Linked DNA regions of Sus scrofa: region 1 is linked to region 2. The links are chromatin contacts, called in public HiChIP or PLAC-seq maps. All regions are on one chromosome and are shown on one strand. Each heading gives the region's core, a stretch centred on a gene start, on an enhancer-like site or on the middle of the called end of the contact. The rest is flanking DNA. Distances are from core to core; before and after follow the strand shown.

What was found. HiChIP or PLAC-seq counts read pairs in DNA pulled down with a chosen protein or histone mark.
Region 1: a contact with region 2 is called in an H3K27ac HiChIP or PLAC-seq map of alveolar macrophages. The contact joins the promoter of SH2B1 here to the promoter of PPP4C in region 2. A contact is called at or near these places in 1 of 5 promoter capture datasets (liver), 1 of 47 Hi-C or Micro-C datasets (skeletal muscle) and 2 of 2 datasets of contacts at active chromatin or transcription factors (alveolar macrophages and skeletal muscle).

Annotation. Positions count from the first base shown.
Region 1 is chr3:18,529,488-18,534,731 of Sscrofa11.1, reverse strand. SH2B1 (SH2B adapter protein 1) reads right to left here and starts at 1,450. Exons shown (of 11, transcript XM_003124516.4): 1 at 1,269-1,450. The coding sequence starts at 1,428. LOC100516669 (a long non-coding RNA gene) reads left to right here and starts at 1,503. Exons shown (of 2, transcript XR_115809.4): 1 at 1,503-1,839; 2 at 3,633-3,955.
Region 2 is chr3:18,260,644-18,265,957 of Sscrofa11.1, reverse strand. PPP4C (serine/threonine-protein phosphatase 4 catalytic subunit) reads right to left here and starts at 3,141. Exons shown (of 9, transcript XM_021088021.1): 1 at 3,024-3,141; 2 at 2,634-2,797. The coding sequence starts at 2,731.

The DNA of each region.
Region 1 (5,244 bases), core at 201-2,700, 270 kb before region 2:
GTGGCCACATCCCACTTCTTTGGTGCCCTTTCAGTCTGGGGTCCAGAGGCAGCAGCACCAGGCGAGGACAGGCTGTGGGTTGGGTCTGGGCAAGTCTTGGCTGGCCACAAGCAAATACAACATATCAGGGAGCTGGGGCCTTGGGATTTCTCGCCTTCCTCTTCTCTCGCAGGGGAGCATGCCCTAAAGACTGGTTAGCCTGGGGTTAAGGCCAGAGTTTCTGGAGTTAGACTTAGGATGAAATTCCATCTCGGCCGCCTAAGAGCTGTGTGATCTTCAACAGATTACATGTCCTCTCTGAGCTTTTGCTGTTACAGCTATAAAACAGAGCTAATGATCCCTAACCCCCAGAACTACTGGGAGAATTAAATGAAATAACAAGTCCCTGCTTGACACAAAGTAAGCACACAATAGATGACTGCCGTTATCACTATCTTTATGGGTTCCAATTTTCTACAAGAGAAATCAGTGCAAGGAAGAGCCTTCCCAAGATCTTACAACTCCTACCAAGTGGCAGAGCTGGGCATGGAATTTACAACCCCTGGCTCTTCTGTTTGTGTCCCTTCCTCTACTGGAAGCTCTGACTGGCAACGGGATGAAGGCAGTTCAGGCAAATCTCCCCAAACCTCAGACGCCTGCTCAGACCCACGGTCAGCGTTCCCTCCCCTTCTCCTTGGCCTATAGACCCTACACACTCAGATGGCTCCAACCGTAGGGACAGTTCCAAAACAACGAGAAGAAGCCAGGAGATGCAAGAGTCATGGAGCACAGGGGAACTGAGCCAAGAGGTGCAGAGACCGATCTCCAGGCAGAGGCCACCTCAGCTCACAACTGCCCACCCAACCCTCTGCACCACAGGCAGACCCAGCCCCCTTCAGGCCCGCTGACCCTGTGGCTCCTGAGCTGGTGACTCAGTTTCTCTTCTGCCAAGCGGGACTCAGACACATTTTCCCAGTGCACCTGCTTCTTGGCTCAGTGGTGCTATTTCCCGAAGGCCGGGTGGTGGAGGGTGCAGGCTCCGCTCCAGGCTCGGACCCTCCGGAGCCGGTGATCAATCCACTCCGACCCGACCCCCTTCACCCTGGACACCCTCTACCCGCCCATTCCCCGGGGCCGCAGCCCTGTCTGCCGCACTCTGCGGGGCCGGGCGCCCCTCCTGCCTCGAGCCCCCCGCGCCCGCCTCCACCCAGGGCTCCCCGCAGGCGCCGGGCCCGAGTCGCGGAGAGGGAAGAGGGACTTGAAGAGGGGGGTTCCGGTTCCGGTCCCACCTGCATCTCGGTCCCTGCGGTTAGCTCCGGCGGCGGCGGCGGCGGCGGCGGCGGCGGCTCCCGCTCCCTGCCCCCCGCCCCCCTCCGCGACGGGCTCCCAGTCCGGTTCTGCGCAGGCGCCGGGACCCCTTTTTTCCCCGTCACCGAAGGAAGAGACCATAGAGAAGAGCGGGGAGAGGGAAGGGCACCTTCGCGCTCACTTCCGCCATCCTCCCACTCTCGGCCACCCTTCCAGGGCTCCGAGGGTGTGACTCTCGGCGGGCTCAGTGACTTCTCCAGCTGTGCCTAAAAGGGATCGCAGAAGCAACCCGAGGAAGGGGTTGATTCCCACAAGAGCGCCCTCTGAAGGACAAGTCGGGACAAAGGGGAACAGTCAACCGTAGACAAGGCACCTTAGGGGAATAGAGTCCCGAGGCCCTGACGGAGGCTAGAGGAGCCGCCGGTACCGGAAACCAGCGAGTTGACGCTGTTTGAAGCGCCCATTGCAGCCTAGAGCGCCTGGTCTGGCTGCAGAGGGATTCGCGGACACCGCCCCTAAGGAGCTGGGGGAGGAAAGATGCAGGTGACCTTGGTGAGGCCCCGTGGAGAGGCAGAGTCTGAACTTACGACCTTGCCTCTCTGAGGAAAAGTCCTGGAGGTTCTAGGAGGTTCCGTCTCTGAGCTGGGGGATGAAGATGGGCGCAGGAATAATGAGGTCCGTTTGGGGTGTGCCGGTGGGACATCAGGAGGCAGGTGGACCTATAGGCTGGAGCTCAGGAGAGACATTAAGGCCAAATATAGAAACGGAGACTCATTAAGGTGTAGTAAAGGGCTGTTGAAATCATGAGCACGATGAAATCCTAGTCAAGTCACAGTGACCTAGCTTCAGCTGGCCTAAGCAATAAAGGAGTCTCTTGGCTCTAGCCATTGGGTCAAGCTTCTTCAACAGCTGAATGAAAGCGCCAAAAGAAGAGTTTCCGCTGTGGCTCGGTGGTAACGAACCACCAACTAGTATCCATGAGGACGTGGGTTCGATCCTTGCCCCTGCTCCGTAGGTTTAGGATCCAGCATTGCTACGAACTGCGGTGTAGATCGCAGGCGGCTGGGACCTGGTAGTGGCGTAGGCAGGTAACTGTAGCTCTGATTCAACCCCTAGCTTGGGAACTTACATATGCCTGGACAACATACATCTTCAGAGGTGGCTCGGATTTGATCCCTGGCCGGGGAACTTACATATGCCAGAGAATGCAGCCAAAGAAGGAAAAAATAAGTAAATAAAAATGCTGGAGTTCCTATTGTGGCTAGGAATCCGAGTAGTATCCATGAGGATTCGAGTTCCATGCCTGGCCTCCATCAGTGGGTTAAGTATCCACCGTTGCCGAGAGCTGTGGTGTAGATTGCAGATGCCACTCGGATCCGGAGTTGCTGAGGCTGTGGTGTGGGCTGGCAGCTGCAGCTCTGATTTGACCCCTAACCCGGGAACTTTCTTATGCCTCGGGTGCAGCCCTAAAAAGGACAAATGACAACAAAAAAGAAAAAAAGAAAGGATAATTGAAGGAGGGAAGTTTGGGGAAGGTGAGATGGCTGGGATCCAGCACCCTGGTTAAGGCACAGTATTAATAAGAAAGGGAGAAACACGTCTTCCTGCTTAGGAAAGGGCTGGGGGAGTGGGGTGGGGAGGGACCTGTGATAAGCAGGATGCTTTCAGCTGCAAGTAATAGGCCATTTAAGGTAGTTTAAAAGAGGAGGCGTTTATTGACTTGCAGAATTTAAAAGGCAGAGATACAATGACATTAGGCATGGCTGGAGGAGAGGCTTACAGTGTCCACCTGAACTTGCTCTCAGTTTCTCAGCTCTGCTTTGCTCTGGACTTTCTTCTCAGGCAGATCGGCTCCTCATAGGCAGCAAGACAGCCACCTGGCTGGTTCCCAGCTGGTTAGGGTTAGAGTTCCAAGCTTACGTCCTACCAGCCTCCTAATCCTAGCAGAAAAAGAGCATAGCTTTCCCAGTAATTTCAGCAGGTATGACAGGGCTGTGTCTCATCAGCTGAGCTTGGGTCACCTAAAGCCTGTTTTTTTTTTTTGTTTGTTTGGTTTTTTTGGCTTTTTAGGGCCACACGTGCGGCATGTGGAGATTCCCAGGCTAGGGGTCTAATCAGAGCTACAGCTGCTGGCCTATGCCACAGCCACAGCAATGCCAGCTCCCAGCCGCATCTGTGACCCACACCACAGCTCATGGCAACGCCGGATCCTTAACCCACTGAGCAAGGCCAGGGATCAAACCTGCAACCTCATGGTTCCTAGTCGGGTTCGTTAACAGCTGAGCCACGACAGGAACTCCGCCTATCTCTTGTATAATAAAGAATTTGTCTGGTCTTTGTCCCAGGTTCCTGGCCCAGAGCTTTTCACATACTTGAAATTTCCCGAGTGACTGAAGTGTCTGTTAGCCACGAGCCCCTCTGAGCACACCTGAGTTTTTGCTGATGCGGTGACTAATGGCAAGTCCTTCAGATGGGAGCTGATCAGCAGAGAAGCCAATTTTGTGATTACAGAGTTGGGATTTTGAGCCCGTTTGCCCTCCAGGGAGGAAGGGGGCTTTAATTGAGCTCAATCACATTGCAGTGATTTGATCAATCCCACTTAAGTGATGAAACTGCAATAAAAACTTTGGACTCTGAAGCCCCTCAGTGGCGCTTCCTGGTTGGTGAAGACACTGATATGTCAGGTGATGTGTCCTGATTCATTGTGGACTTCACCCTGTTATCTCTTCATTTGGCTGTTCCTGAGCTGTATCCTTTATTATAAAATGTAATCATATTCATCATCATAAGTATACAAGCTTTCCCAGAGTTCCGTCTGTTGTTCTAGCCAATTATCAAACCTGAGGGTGGTTATGGGAAACTCCCAGATGTAGGCAGTTGGCCTGAGGTACAGATGGCTGAGGGACCTCACTCGCAGCTGGCAGAGGAGTGAGTCCTTAACTTGTGGGGTCTCTGCTAACTCCGGGCCAGAACTCAACTTCAGTAAACCACTGGAGGTTGAGACAGAATACCCACCCTGAGTTCCCGTCGTGGCTCAGCGGTTAACGAACCCAACTATCATCCGTGAGGACGTGGGTTTGATCCCTGGCCTCGCTCAGTGGGTTAAGGATCTGGCATTGCCGTGAGCTGTGGTGTAGGTCGCAAATGCGGCTCAGGTCCCAAGCTGCTGTGGCTGTGGCTGGCAGCTATAGCTCCAATGGGACCCCTAGCCTGGGAACTTCCATGTGCCGTGGGTGTGGCCCTAAAAGACAAAACTAACCCTGAATGGACAATGATGACTGTGATGGATAGATTAGGCTGATTGCTAAACACTGGATTGCGGACCCATCCTCTGAGGTTGGGATGCGCTGAGCATGGCAGGTTTCCTTCAAAGGAAAACCCAGGTCTCTGACGGAAGGGTTGCACGTGGGATTCTCTTTCTAGAGATCATCTGGAGCCTCCACCGCCCCAAGATTTGGAGATTCCCTAATTTTGTCCTCTTTTCTGGGAGGTCAAATTCATCCCTTGGTGCTCTGGCCACACCTCCTGCCCCTCTCAATCACGCTTCGCTCCATCATCGCTCAGTCAGAACACCGGCAGCTAAAGTACTCCACCTTCACCAAGGTGCTGCCTGACTCGACACACACCTCCTTCCCCGAGTCTGCCAATCTTCCTCCCTCTGGTTTCAGGCTTCAAAGTGTAGCCTGTTGTAGGAAGCCATGTGTGGCCAATGCACGTAGGCTGCCTCTCAACTGCCTTTTACTTCGTACCTTTTTTGGGTTTTTTTTTTTTTTGCTTTTTTAGGGCTGCATTCACGGCACATGGAGGTTCCCAGGCTAGGGGTTGAATCGGAGCTACAGCTGCTGGCCTGCACCACAGCCACAGCAAGAAAAAAGAAATCAAGGAGGACCACTGAGAAGAGGGTGATGGGGAGTTCCCGTCGTGGCTCAGTGGTTAATGAATCTGACTAGGAACCAT
Region 2 (5,314 bases), core at 1,892-4,391:
GCTAGAGTTGGTCCTCCTCCAGACTGGGCCTGGAACAGCAGTGGCCACCCCAGGCCTGAGGCTTGGACCTCCAAGCTCCACCTCGCTTTCATCTGGGCAGGACCCCACATCCCTCAGTAGCTCCCTGCTGCCTCTCACAGTCTAAATGTCTACCTGGCTGTCAGTGAGTGTGGAGTCCAGTCAAAGACCTGAATCCAAAACCAGCCTCCCCTCCAAGGAGCTGTAAGACCGGGGGCAAGACCTCTTCTCTGAGGCTCAGTTTCCTCTTCTGTGAAACACTCACCACTGCCTGCCTGTTCCACAGGCTGCAAAAAGCAATGGAGGCTGAACACCTAACTTCTGCTATTCTGAAAATTCCACTATGCTACCCAAGCATTAGCTGTCATCACCACCACACTGATCCAGGCCCTGTGGGAGGCAGAAGACTTTGAGGAAAAGAAGAGTGCCAGCCAGAAATGGGTTTAAGTTCCTAAAAATGCCAATCAAGACTGAGGGATGGGAGTTCCCATTGTGGCTCAGTGCCAACAAACCCAGCTAGTATCCATGATGATTCGGGTTCGATCCCTGGCCTCGCTCAGTGGGTTAAGGATCCGGTGTTGCCATGAACTGTGGTGTAGGTTGCAGATGCGGCTCGGATCCCCAGTTGCTGTGGCTGTGATGTAGGCCGGCAGCTGTAGCTCTGATTGGACCCCTAGCCTGGGAACCTCCATATGCCATGGGTACGGACCTAAAAAAACAACGACAAAAAAAACCCAAACAAACAAACAGAGAGAGATTGAGGGATGACTAAAAACATCTTGGGGCTGGTCTGGTCAAGGAAATATTTTTGAGCTGGCAAAACATGAAGAGCCACAGAACAGCGTTTAAAAGGGAGCCTTGCCTGTTCACCAAACCCATGCAGGCCCTGTGTGGCTGTGACAGGTCTGTGTGGGGCAAAGCCAAGCAAAGAGCCCAACGGCCAGCCAGCTCTGCCACCTTCTTGCGGGGAAGCCTTGGTCAAGTCCCCAGGCTTCAAGACGTCACAGCTTCCTGCTCTGTAAAATGGGGCAAATATTTCCAACCTCACAGCATTGCTGTGGGAAGGAAGTGGATATAAAGTTCTTTCAGGTGCTAACAGTGGCCTATTGGTCACAAATGTGGGGGTAATTCTGCTGGCTCTGTTTCTGCAATTCTCCAGCGTGGTGGAAACCACAAATAGTTCCTCAGGAGGCAGGTAATGGGTCTTGTCGTCTTGTCACCACTGCCCACACAACCCAGAGCTCCACTTTTTTTTTTTTTTTTTTTTTTGGCCATGCCTTTGGCAGGTAGAAGTTTCTGGGTCAGGGATTGAACCAGTGCCACAGCTGTAACCTGAGCTGCAGCAGTGACAATGCTGGATCCCGCTGAGCCCCCAGGGAACACCTTCCACTCCTATTCTCAGCCTGCTTGGAATGCCCTTCCTACTAGGCCTGCCCACTCAGCTGCCCAAATTATCCATCTTTCCAGGCCAACTTCTCTTTCAAGCCTTCACTAAGGACTTCAGTCCACATCAGCACTGCCCTCTTCCTACAAAGGAAGAACAGTAACACCCAACAAACATCGAGCACTTACAGTTTACCAAAGCCTATGCTAAGCGCATCCCTTACTCTTCACAGCCACCTCATTAAGTTCTAGAATCCCCACTTTAAATAGGAAGAACCCGAGTCTCACAGACCTCAAGATCACCAACACAGCTAGGAAGTGGCAGAGCTGATTCCAACCTAGAGCCACATTCCAAAGCCTGGCTCTTAACCACTACATCATCCTACTTCCCACAGAACTCTAAGCTAGGCTTCCCTTCAGATCTTGCTTAATTCTACTCTGGCTTATCTGCTTCTATTTCATAGGCTCCCACAAGGAGTATGAGTGTGATCCAACTCCACTTTCTTGCATGATGGCCTGAAAATGGACAGGACATGGAGAACTCGCTTCAGGCTTTACCCCTTACTCCTGAATGTAAGCATCCTCACCTGTGAGATGAAGACAATTCCACACACCTTTTTGGGTTGTTACTGGGATTAAAACAATACTGTAGGAGTTCCCGTTGTGGCACAGCGGAAACAAATTCGACTAGGAGCCAAGATGTTGTGGGTTTGATCCCTGGACTCACTCAGTGGGTTAAGGATCCCTCATTGCTATTGCTGTGGCTGGTGGCGTAGGCCAGCAGCTGAAGCTCTGATTCAGCCCCTAGCCTGGGAACCTCTAAGTGCCACAGGTGCGGCCCTAAAAAGCCAAAAAAAAAAAAAGAATACTGTAAACCAAATCTTCTTGCTGACATTCCCTTTTATCATCTTATTCTTCAAGGCCTAACCCAAAGTTCAGTTCCTCCAAGAAACGTTCTCTGTTCCCCCCCAGACAGACAAGGTTGTTTCCCTAAGCTTCCTAAGTACTTTCTGTAATTCCAACTCCACTGAAAACACATCATCTAATACTTCAGATATTTGAATCCAGGTCTGTCTTCCCCCAACAGGCCCGGCTGCTCCTCGAGGGAAGTGGCCCTATTCGCTCCTCTCTGGGAAAGCTTCCAGGATGAGCCAGGCCCAAAGTTCTCAGCTGGATTTGCCCCAAGCTTCCGGCCTCTGATCAGTGGCTGAAGCCTCTCTTCCCGGGCTCACCTGGCCTTTGCGCACAGGGCCTTGACTTCGCTCTCCTTGATGAGCTCGCAGCGCCGCAGCTGCTCGATCTGCCGGTCCAGATCGCTGATCTCCGCCATGGCCCACCCGCCCCGGAGCGGGTCAGAGCCGGGGCCGTAGCCCCCTCCGCACCGCACAGGGGTCTCCTGGGAAAGGCCAAGGAGAAGCCGCGGATCAGTGTCCTTAAGGGGCGCCGGGTCGGGGGGGGCAACTCGGTTCTGGAGCTGGCCCGGCCCCCCCAACTCCCGCCTCCCCTCACATAGGCCCCGGGGCCCCCAGCGTCCCACAGCCCGGGCCGCCCTCCGCTAACTCCCGTCGAACCCTGAGGTCCCGCGCCAGGGACGGTGGCCTAGAAGGGTCTCCGACTATTACCGACGCAGCGACTCCGGCTCCGGTTTTCGTGCTCCCTGTCTTCCTCTTTCCCTCCGCTTTGGGCCGCCGCCACCTCCGCTTCTACTTCCGGCCCCGCCGCGGAAGCAGAGGAACACCAGTTCCGCCGCGCGCCGGATGTGGCGTCATACACACGCCCCCCTCCCAAGCCGCGCCCTTACCCCACCCCCTCAAGCCTAGGAATGCAAATGAGCCGGAAGAACCGGATGTCTGCAATGTGCGAGCGGAAGTGATTGTGGGCTGAGCGGATTGGCGCTGTGAGGGCGGTGACGGACTCCACATCCGCTCCACATTACCGTGTCAGTGAAGGAAACTGGAACTGAGTCGGCGTTCCGCGTTGTAACTTCAGCGTACACGTTTCTGTTTACCTGTTTTAGTCGGCCTCCCCCATTACAGTCCCTGAGAGATGGAATTTTGTCCTGTTCACACTTGCAGCCCCAGTTCTCACTTAGAACATGGCCTGGCACAGTTGGCATACAGAACTCTTTGTTGGATGGGCGAAAGACTCCCAGTCCAAATCTCTTTCCAAGGCCCAAGAGACATCTCTCCGATGGAGGACCTCTGAAGTTAGAGTCAGAAAGGAGTCCACCTTCCCCACAACAAGCTTATACCTCAGTCAACCTGACTTCCCTGGTTCCAGAAAGGTCTCTTTGACACCCCTCACCCCTGCTCTTGTCTGCAGTTTTATTCCTTTAAAAAGAAGGAGGAAACTGGTGTTCCGGTTGTGGCTCAGGGGTACGGAACCCGACTAGTATGCATGAGGTGAAGGGTTCCATCCCTGGCCTCGCTCAGTGGGTTAAGGATCTCTCTTGCTGTGAGCTGTGATGCAGGTTGCTAGATTGCAGACGCAGCTCAGATCTTGTGTGGCTGTGGCTGTGGCAGGCAGATTCAGTCCCTAGCCTAGGAACTTCCATATGCTGTGGGTGCAGCCCTCAAAAAAACAACAACAAAAAAAGGAAACTGGCTAAAAGAGATTAACTTCCACAGTTACATAGCTAATAATTCTGGGCTTGGGTCAAGGTTGATGTTTTAACCTAGGAAAGCTGTGTCCTCAAGGTCTGGTCTCTTCTGTCACACTTTCTGATGCTCACTTTGTCATTATAAACTTTATAAAACACTCCAAACTGACATTTAAAGTCCTCTGCTTCTTTAGTCTCTTGCTGCAGGCAGAGGAAGCGATTTGTCTTGAAACAAACCTCTTGGTGTCAGAGCCCTTTTGGAATGTCTTTTATTGTCTTCTATGGGCCCTCTCTTTTTCTTTTCTTTTTTTTCCTAGTCTTTTTGCCTTTTTTAGGGCCGCTCCTGTGGCATATGGAGATTCCCAGGCTAGGCGTCTAACTGGAGCTGTAGCCACCGGCCACGCCAGAACCACAGCAATGCAGGATCGGAGCTGCGTCTGCGACCTACACCACAGCTCATGGCAACGCCGGATCCTCAACCCACTGAGCAAGGCCAGGGATGGAACCCACAACCCCATGGTTCCCAGTCGGATTCTTTAACCACTGTGCCATAATGGAACTCCTAGAGCCTCTATTTCTGTTTGCTTCAGACTTTGTTTCACGGAATTGAGTGAGGCTAGGTGCAGAAGTGAGACCATAGTTTGGAGAGGCACTAGGTAAAAATTTGGTTCTGGATGTAGGCAACAAATGGGAATGTACAGAGAGAAGGAAAAACCAAGTTCTTAAACTCCTAGAAGTTTCCAGGTTTCTATGCAGATGACTATAGGGATTCAGTAGGTACAGAAATCATGTTGTTTTTCCTCTCTCTCCAGCGGATCTCAGCAGGAAAGGGTCCATTTTAGGAGATTTGGGAGGTGGCAGGACTAGGTAGGCCCCTGGTTATGACAAGGATCTTTAATATTCCCCCAGCCTGGGGAAATGGGAAGGGTTCAACTCATGGCACAGGGCCCTCATTCTGACTTCATGGAATGCAGGAGCCACAGAGGTTCAGTTCTCAACTGGGAATCAGCTCGAGTGTGGATGTGCATTGTTGAGGAGGGTGTGTGGAAAGATTCCAGGGTTTTGTTTTTTTGGTTTTTGGCCTCATCTGTGGCAGGCGGAACCTCCCAGCCAGGGACTGAACCCACACCACAGCAGTGACAACGCTGGGTCCTTAATCCGCTGAGCCACCGGGAGACTCCCAATTCCAGATTCTTCAAGGGATTCCACAGCCCAGAGTCTAAGAAGCCAGTTCTAATCCCATCTCCTATTAAGATGGGAAGACTCACAGGTCAGCAGTGAGGTAGATTAAGGAGAAATGCATTCATAACCTCG